2 separate regions of the Gossypium hirsutum genome follow, and region 1 is linked to region 2. A link is a contact called in public Hi-C data. All regions are on one chromosome and are shown on one strand. Each heading gives the region's core, a stretch centred on a gene start, on an enhancer-like site or on the middle of the called end of the contact. The rest is flanking DNA. Distances are from core to core; before and after follow the strand shown.

Evidence for each region. A called contact is a pair of places that touch in the nucleus more often than the background predicts.
Region 1: a contact with region 2 is called in a Hi-C map of leaf, with 2.5 times the contacts expected there. The contact joins two enhancer-like sites. A contact is called at or near these places in 2 of 34 Hi-C or Micro-C datasets (both in leaf).

The regions. Positions count from the first base shown.
Region 1 is chrA04:28,951,135-28,955,530 of Gossypium_hirsutum_v2.1, reverse strand. No RefSeq gene overlaps it. Among protein-coding and RNA genes, the nearest start is that of LOC107948244, 8.9 kb to the left of the region's middle. Within about 2 kb of position 1,925, at least 6 of the 9 cell types and tissues checked have an H3K27ac peak or open chromatin away from gene starts, as enhancers often do. A contact at or near this core is called in leaf, where this site is marked.
Region 2 is chrA04:28,624,731-28,628,708 of Gossypium_hirsutum_v2.1, reverse strand. No RefSeq gene overlaps it. Among protein-coding and RNA genes, the nearest start is that of LOC107949284, 26 kb to the right of the region's middle. Within about 2 kb of position 2,223, at least 4 of the 9 cell types and tissues checked have an H3K27ac peak or open chromatin away from gene starts, as enhancers often do. A contact at or near this core is called in leaf, where this site is marked.

The DNA.
Region 1 (4,396 bases), core at 676-3,175, 330 kb before region 2:
TAATGAGGGTAACAATTATTTTAATTTAATTAAACAGTTAAAGTGGTTTAAATTTAGTTATAAAATTGGAGACATATAAAAGATTTTGGTTTGAGTAATTTTCTTTTCCCTCTATTTAAATGATAAATGGGCATACGACTTTAGCATTTTTAAAGTTTATTTATATCGAAGTGAATTCTGTCATTTAGTTCTAACCTTTCAAGGGTTAAATACGTTTCTATACTTTTTATGAATATATCAATTAAGTTTTTTGAAATGTATTTAATTAAAATTTCAAATGTTGAAAATGCATCAATTAGGTCCGTGGTTTCTATAGTTTATTATAATGTGGTCATAGGCAATGAGTAAATTTTCTAATGCTAATGTGATATTATCATACATTATATAAAAATTTAAGTCTAGACTAGAATGGACCTAGACAAAAAAGAAATCTAAATTCATTTAAAGAATATATAAAAAAACTTAAAAAATATAAAAAAAATTAAAAATTCTATATAATCTTAAACCTTAAAATCCACAAAACCCTAACTTTACTTAAAAAAACTAAAATCCTAACCTTATAAAAATGACAAGAAGAAAAACGTTACTAATTAGAAGCGTTTTTCTGCAATATGTTAAAAACTCTTCCAGCTGGAAGCGTTTTCCTACAAATCAGTTAGCTGGAAGCGTTTTTGTTATTTCAGCCTAATCTAATAAATATTTTTAAAAATAATAATTTTTAAGAAACTCAGTGTAAAAATAATAATTAAACGCATGTGTGGGTATTCACTTTCATTTATTTTGTAACTAGTGTGGTTGAGTGCGATGTACGTATTTATAGTATTATAATTAAAATATATTAATTTTTAAATTAACGGATATACAAACAATATAAATAAAGAATTAAAATAAAGTAATAGATAAACAATATATTAAAAATAATATATGCGATATTTAAATAAAAAAAATTATATATTGAAAAATTTATATACCTTTTATGTACAGGTCTTTATCGTTGACACTATATAAATTAAGCCTCACATATTAATAGTTCCTTTATAAAAAGTTATGAAAATATAAATTAATTGTATCTAACTTGTCGTATTCATCATTTTATATTTTTAAACGTTAGTTAATTTGATGTGATTATTGTCTTCAATATACACATGATTATTGATTGTTTTATTCTTAGAGTAAATTATACAAATATTCATTTAATTATAAAAAAATTAATTTAAACACCCAAAATAAAAAAAAAATTTAAGCACTTACTATTGTGGTAGTTAACAAAATCCATATAATAATAAATTTAACTATCAAGTTTTACACTTATATCAATTAGTCATAATTTTTAAAAATTAATTTGATCCTAATTCTAAAAAATTAAAAGAAATATATAAAAAATACATAAATATCTAAAAAAAATATAATAATAAATTTAAATTTTATATCAATATTTATATTAATATTAAATAAATATAATTATAATAATATTAAATAAAATAAAAATCCGCCCTACTTCCCTCTCTCCCCGCTATAGTCCCTCCCCCTCTCCCTCTCTGCTGCTGCTGCTGTTGAATCTTCAGCAACTTTCTCAAACGTCTCATTTGCTGCAAGAAAACAAACACGATTTAATTACCATACAATACCCAAATTCCTTCATATCTTAAAAAGCCCAAGAAAAAAAAATCAATTCAAGCCTTACATATAACAAAAGGCAGATTCCCTGGTGACATGCTCCTCTTCATCACCACTTTTCGCTTTTCACTAGGGTTCTTCTCCATTGATGCCATCCGCTACTGTTTTTGTTGCAAATGCAAAAACAAAAGAGTTAAGTTGCATGTGTCTTGTAAGCATCAAATATAATCGTCTTGGCTGCCTAATTTTCGTCTTATGCTATTCGATATCAAGCGACTCTACCGCCTCTAGTAATTTTCGTCGTATTTCAGCAGCAGCAACAATAGAGAGGGAGAGGGACAGTGGTGGGGCAGGGGGAGGGATGATGGAGGGAGGTAGGGGAATTTTTAATTTTATTTAGTATTAATAAAATTGTATTCATTTAATATTAATATAAAATTTAAATTTATTATTATATTTTTTGAAAATATTTATTTTTATATATTTCTTTGAATTATTTAAAATTAGAGTCAAATTGAGATTATTTGTAAAATTTGAGAGTTATTTTTTAGAAATAATAATTAAATTGATATAATATGTAAAAGTTGAAAACTAAAATTATTATTATTCTAATTTTTTAACTTTTACATCTATTGTGATTTTAACAAGAGTGATCAAAATGATCAAATTATATAACATGAGTGCTTAAAATTTTATTTTTGGTGCTTAAAATGAAATTTTTTGATAATTTGATAACTTATTTTTATGATATATTTTCATAAATAATATTAATAAATTATAATAAAGTCAATTTTAATATGACATAAGTAATGGTAAATAAATTTTAAATTTGTATGACGTTATGCGGCATGTGTGTTGAGTTAGATATTTATTAAGTGATTAGCGAGGAGATAAACTACAAGATAAAAGAAAAGAAAATAAAGAAAAAGATAGGGTGAGGATGTAGGGCAGGTATCATGAAAACAACTCGCCACCTAAAATCTCAATTTAGGCTTTTTTTACCCATATAATATGAAATAAAACAAAAATTTCGAAAATGGTATCCTACCACCATTAATTATGGAAATGGGTTGTTTGGGGTGGTGGAGGGTGGTGTGGAGGCAGCATCACCCCTATTTTTTGACAACTATCAGCGACAGTTAAAAAAAATAATTTTTTAATGGTGGAAGGTTCTTCATTAGCGGCACCAAAATGATATATATGGGTGTATACAAGTGTCACAATAGGTGAAAATGGGGTCAAAATACAAAAGGGATCTGTTATGGTGAAGCCTTGTTGTTAGGCAGCACCACTTTGGTGAAGCCTCTCTAATAGGCGGCATCACTCTAGTGAAGCCTTCTTGACAGGTGGTACCAGTGTCAATCTTAGACGCCTAGTCTAATCGGTGCAGGGGAGCTGACTTGATGGGACTTTAGGGGATGGTCACGAGAAGGTTTGGGATTAGGGGACCTTATAACCATGGTCCCCAGTTTGGTGATAAAGAAAAAGAGAGGGAGATTTTGTTTGTTAAAAAAAAAAGAGCAGTAGAGAAGAGAAGGAGAATGGGAAGAAAGTAAAATAGAAAAAAAAGATTAGTATAGAAGATAGAAGAGAAAGAAAGAAGAAGGAAAGGAGAAGGAAAAAGAAAAGAAAAACACATAGATTAGTGTGGAGAATAGAGAAGAGGAAAGAGAAGGTATGTGTGTTTGTTTGTTTTAAAAAAAATAGTGGGGATTAGGGAATAGATTTTTGTTTTAGGATTTTGAAGGGAGTATTGAAATAATTTATTTTAAAGGTATTTTGTTAGTAATAATTATAAATGATTTGTTTAGTTTAGTGCTTATTGTGATTTAGTGTCTATTGTGATTTGTTCAGTATGAATTTAATTTTTTTATTTATTTTACAAATATTTTTGATTTATTGAGATTTTGATTTTTTTTTATTTCTGTAAGGTATTTTTGTAAGAAATATAGGTTGTTTGAAAGAAACTCAACAGGTATGTTTTTGTTTTCTTTTTTGATTCGAATGTTTTTTTTTACATTTACATTTATTATGTTTAGATAGTTTATGCTTTTTAACATATTTGTTTTTGTTTGTTATGTAGGTGAGACCATTGAGTTGAAATTTATGAGATATTTTTATTTTGTTATTTCCTGAACTAGAATAAATAAGTTTATTATATATTGTAATAGTATGGCCAAAAATGTGATGAGGACAAAGCTGTTTAGTATTTTTGTAATGATATTATTTTACTATATTTATTTTATTATATTTATGTGTTTTGATAATTATTTAAAGTGGACCACCTTAGAAATTAATTATCGAAATGTGTTATTCACAACTTTGTGTTGGGGTGTCTCATTTCTGTATTTTAATAATGTTTTTCCTATTAGTGAGATAAAAATGCCAAAATACAAATTAATTACTGAAATGTGTTTTTTGCAACAAACTAATTGAACTAATGTTTTTTTGAAATTGCAGATATCTAAATGGATTCTTTGATTAATGATGATAATCACATATAAAAAATGGTTAATGTGATAGTAATAAAATTGTTATTTGTTACTCATGGGTCCCTTATAAAAAGTTCAAAGTCATTTATGGAAGTAATTTAGGTTATATTAACTAATTGGTAATTTAATGTTGTTAGAGTCCATACCGCATATTGATAATATTGTGTATGGCCTCATCCTACACTTGGAATTAGCTGGATTCAGATCAGTGGCATTGATTTGGACGTTTGATTTGCGGTACGACTTAGTATCTGCTTTGGTCAAACGGTGGTACCCGGAGACCCACA
Region 2 (3,978 bases), core at 974-3,473:
GCAATTTAGTCCTATTAGTCAAATTGGGCACCTATCTATAAGATTTCTTAACGAAATTTTCACACAATCATTCAATCAAACTGTAGACCTTAAGGTAATAATAAAATTAACATTTCTACTTCGGATTTGTAGTCTCAAAACCACTGTTTTGATTTGACACAAAAACAGGCTATTACACTCTATTTCGAATGCCCACACGACCTAAGGCACGTGCATGTCTCTTGGCTGTGTGAGTCACGCGGCCATGTGACCCCTGCAGCTTTGAAAATTTTCTATGTTTTTTGAAAAATTCTTTGAGGTTCCGATTTAGTCCCGACTTATTGCTAATGCATGTTTAGGGCCTAGAGGGCTCGTATAAGGGATAATAAGTATGTTTTAAATTGATTTTGACATGGATATGATTTGATATGACATGTTTGAAATTTATATCCGTTTGATTTGTAAACTCTGGTAATACTCTATAACCTTATTTTGGTTACGAGATCGGGTTAGGGGTGTTACAATCGAGGTATAATAGGGGAGCCAGTTGATGGTTGTTACGCGGCCACGAGCTCAATCTTTTCAAATACTCGAAAATGATGTCTTATAAATATCATACAAAAGTTTGATGGCATATTCATACGAAAAAACTCTAGGGCTTCCGCTATAATCAGTGTAATTTTTTTCTCTATTTCTAGGCAATTGGTACCTTTAACCTTCCTTCTTATTCGAAGGTCAGCACCATCATAGACATAAGAGGACTCTCAAGCAGGGAGCGACTGTTGTGGTGCAGTAAAGGTGATGATCCTTTTAGGGCGACGATGATTGTTGTTATTACACAACCCATTAATAACTACAACCCCATCGCGCTAACTCAAGTTTGACCTCTACTATGTCAGAACATCCACTCTCCAACTAAGAGCCATTTTGTTTCCACCTCGATGTCAGCCTTCGAACAAGAATGAAAGGTTAAAGATATCGACTGGTTGAAAATAAAGAAAAAAATTACGTTGATTACATCAGAAGTTCCCAGAGTTTTTCTATATGATTATGGCACCAATCTTATGTATGGTATATATAGGGCATTGTTTGCGGGTATCCAAAAAGCTTGAACTCCTGATAACGTAATGACTGTCAGCTAGCCCCCCGGTTATACTTGAACTCATGGCCGAATCACGATCGCCAATTGCGATCTCCACCTAGAGTTCGACCCCTGATCGTATCAAGCAGTATTACCCCAAAACTAGATTTCCCCACGATGGGTTTCTAAAGTGATGGTTCTATCCTGCCATGACATATGAAATGTATGTGTGCTCACATCCTCGACCCCTCAAAACTACCTAATAACTTTCGTCATTTCAGTCTAAAATCCTGAATACTTTCAAAATACCTTAAACCCTAACTCCAAAAAAATAAAAACTTTAACCCTAAAAAAACCCTAACCTTAGAGAGAAAGGGAAAGTGTGCCCAATTGGAAGTGTAGGCCTATTTCTCTAATTAAATTTAAAAACGACCTGAAGGCCTAATTAAAAAAATTGACCTGTACTCTTTATTTAGGCAAAAAAATATTTATAAAAGAATAATAAGAAATAAGAATAGAATGTGTACTAATAGCTTTGCTTTTATTTTCGTTCATACAATTTTTTTTAGAATTGCTACGGAGATAAGCAAATGTTATTTGGTATTTATAGTTAAATTCAAGATGTTGAAAATCAAAATAGTAAAAAAATATATATTATTTCATTTGCAAAATTAAAGGGAATAAAAAATGAATGATAGTCATAAATTTAATTTAATAATAATGGTGTAAGTATTTGATATATTAATAGTATATTTTTTAACTTTATAAATAGAGTTATAAATTTATCACATATTTTATTTTTATGTATAATATTTTTTAAAAATTTTATTACACTCTGTCATCATCCTATCACTTACCTATGAATTTTTTTTTTCATTTCAATTAAAAAACCAATGTCTTTGATGTAAGATGAAATTGTGTGTAATAAATAAAATAAAATAAAATAAAGTAACAATATTTTAGAAAGCATGGGAGGTGTGGAGGGCATGATAGCCGGCAGAGAGGATTTGTATATTTGTACTAAAATTTTGGAGACGGATTATAATGATAAAAAAATGTTGTAAATGTAAAGTGTAAGTAATGGCGGTTGGATGTAGACGTGAAGGGAGATGTGAGGGACAGAGTGGTTTGCGTCACTAAAAGGAGCACACGAGTCTCGTGCAGGCTGGGCCGCCCCACCCCTTCCTATATTTCTAATCAGCAAAAACCGTGTGAGGGTAGGCCCACTCCCTGACGTGTTTTCCTTTTTTATTAGAAAGAAATATTGGGTGGCTGAGTTAGATTTTACTTTCAGTTGTACCAACGTGGCTCTGATTTTCTTAACGCATAAACATGTTTTCTTTTTCTTTATACTTTTAATTCCAATTCATAGAAGTAATGAATGCAACCCATTTGTTGAGAGAAGCTTTAGTGGCCGAACCAGCTCGCAGGGCTATAATTTATAAAATATATAATAAATTTATATATTTTAATTTCTTAAAATTATAAAATTTAATTTAAATTTTAAAATATTAAAATTATATTTTTTATCATAAAAATATACAACTTAATTTCAAATTTCAAAAAATTTTCCCATAAATTATATATTTTTTATCATTAAAATTATATTTTAATTCTATTTGTTTTAATTATGAATTGAGAATAGGTGGCAAAGAGAAGTGCTTAGTGGTCATTTTGCATCCTTCCAAAACTAGAAAGATTTCTATAAACAATGATATGGATGAACATCTTTCTGATGGAAAACAAAATTTGAATGCAGCCCAATTACTAGCTACAGTAATGAAAAGTTTCAAAGTTTTTGGTAAAATAATTATTTCCATATAAAAATCATTTTCATTTTCTTTGAAATAAAAATAAGTGGCTTTCAATATTACCTATGACCACAATCACTAATTTTCGCTATACTTTGAGCAATAAACACCAATTTTTTGTGCATTCAAAACATAGAATATGAGATGATGTTCATTCAGCCAAAAAAAAAGGTACCTTTCAAGTTTTTACTCCAAATTATTGAATTTGGTTGGAGGGTGTTAATGATCATATCTACAGTTGCTGATTTAGGATTTTTCCAATCCAATCTTATCAGTGTTTTGTCAAATTGATTAGAATTAGATAAATAATTAATGGTGTCGTGGATATTACATAGCAAGTCACGAGTATTCAGACACTATTTTATTTTATGTTTGTTGTTACAATTGGGCATAACAGTAAAAATATTTGGTGAAATTTGTTTTATTTTGTAATTATATTTTATTATTCTATGGACAGGGCGGCCCATCCCCTCAAATAAAAAATTTTCTATTTAATTTTTAAAAAATTTTTAAATTAGTAAAAATAAAATTACTTTAATCACCTTTAAAAATAATAAAAAATTTATTTTAATTCTTTAAAATTATAAAAATATAAGCTATTAAAATAGTGAAATTGTATTTTTACTATCGTAAAATTTACAATTTAATTTGGATCCCCATAAAATAAAATTCTGATTTTGCCCATGTCTATGGATTTAGTTATGCACAACTATCACAATATGTTATCCGAATATACTATTTTATCTGAAACAATACGAAGGTACCATTATATGTTACTAGAGATGATCATGGGCTAGCCCGGGCCAATCTCGGGTTAGGTCCAAGTAAAAATTTAGGCCCGTTTGCTATGCCTAAGCCCGGCTCGACCCGAAAAATGGATCTAAAAATTTACCTAAGCCTAGCCTAGATAAAAATGCTAAAACCCGGGCCCGACCCTGCCATATTATTTTTTATATAATTTTTAAATATATATAATACATCAAAAATACTAAAAACATTAAAATAAAATATTTCCGAACAAATTGAAAATAAAATTTAAAATATATATACTTAAATGATACTAAGATAGATGTAACTTAACAAGAAAATGTCTCTAAACAAAATTAA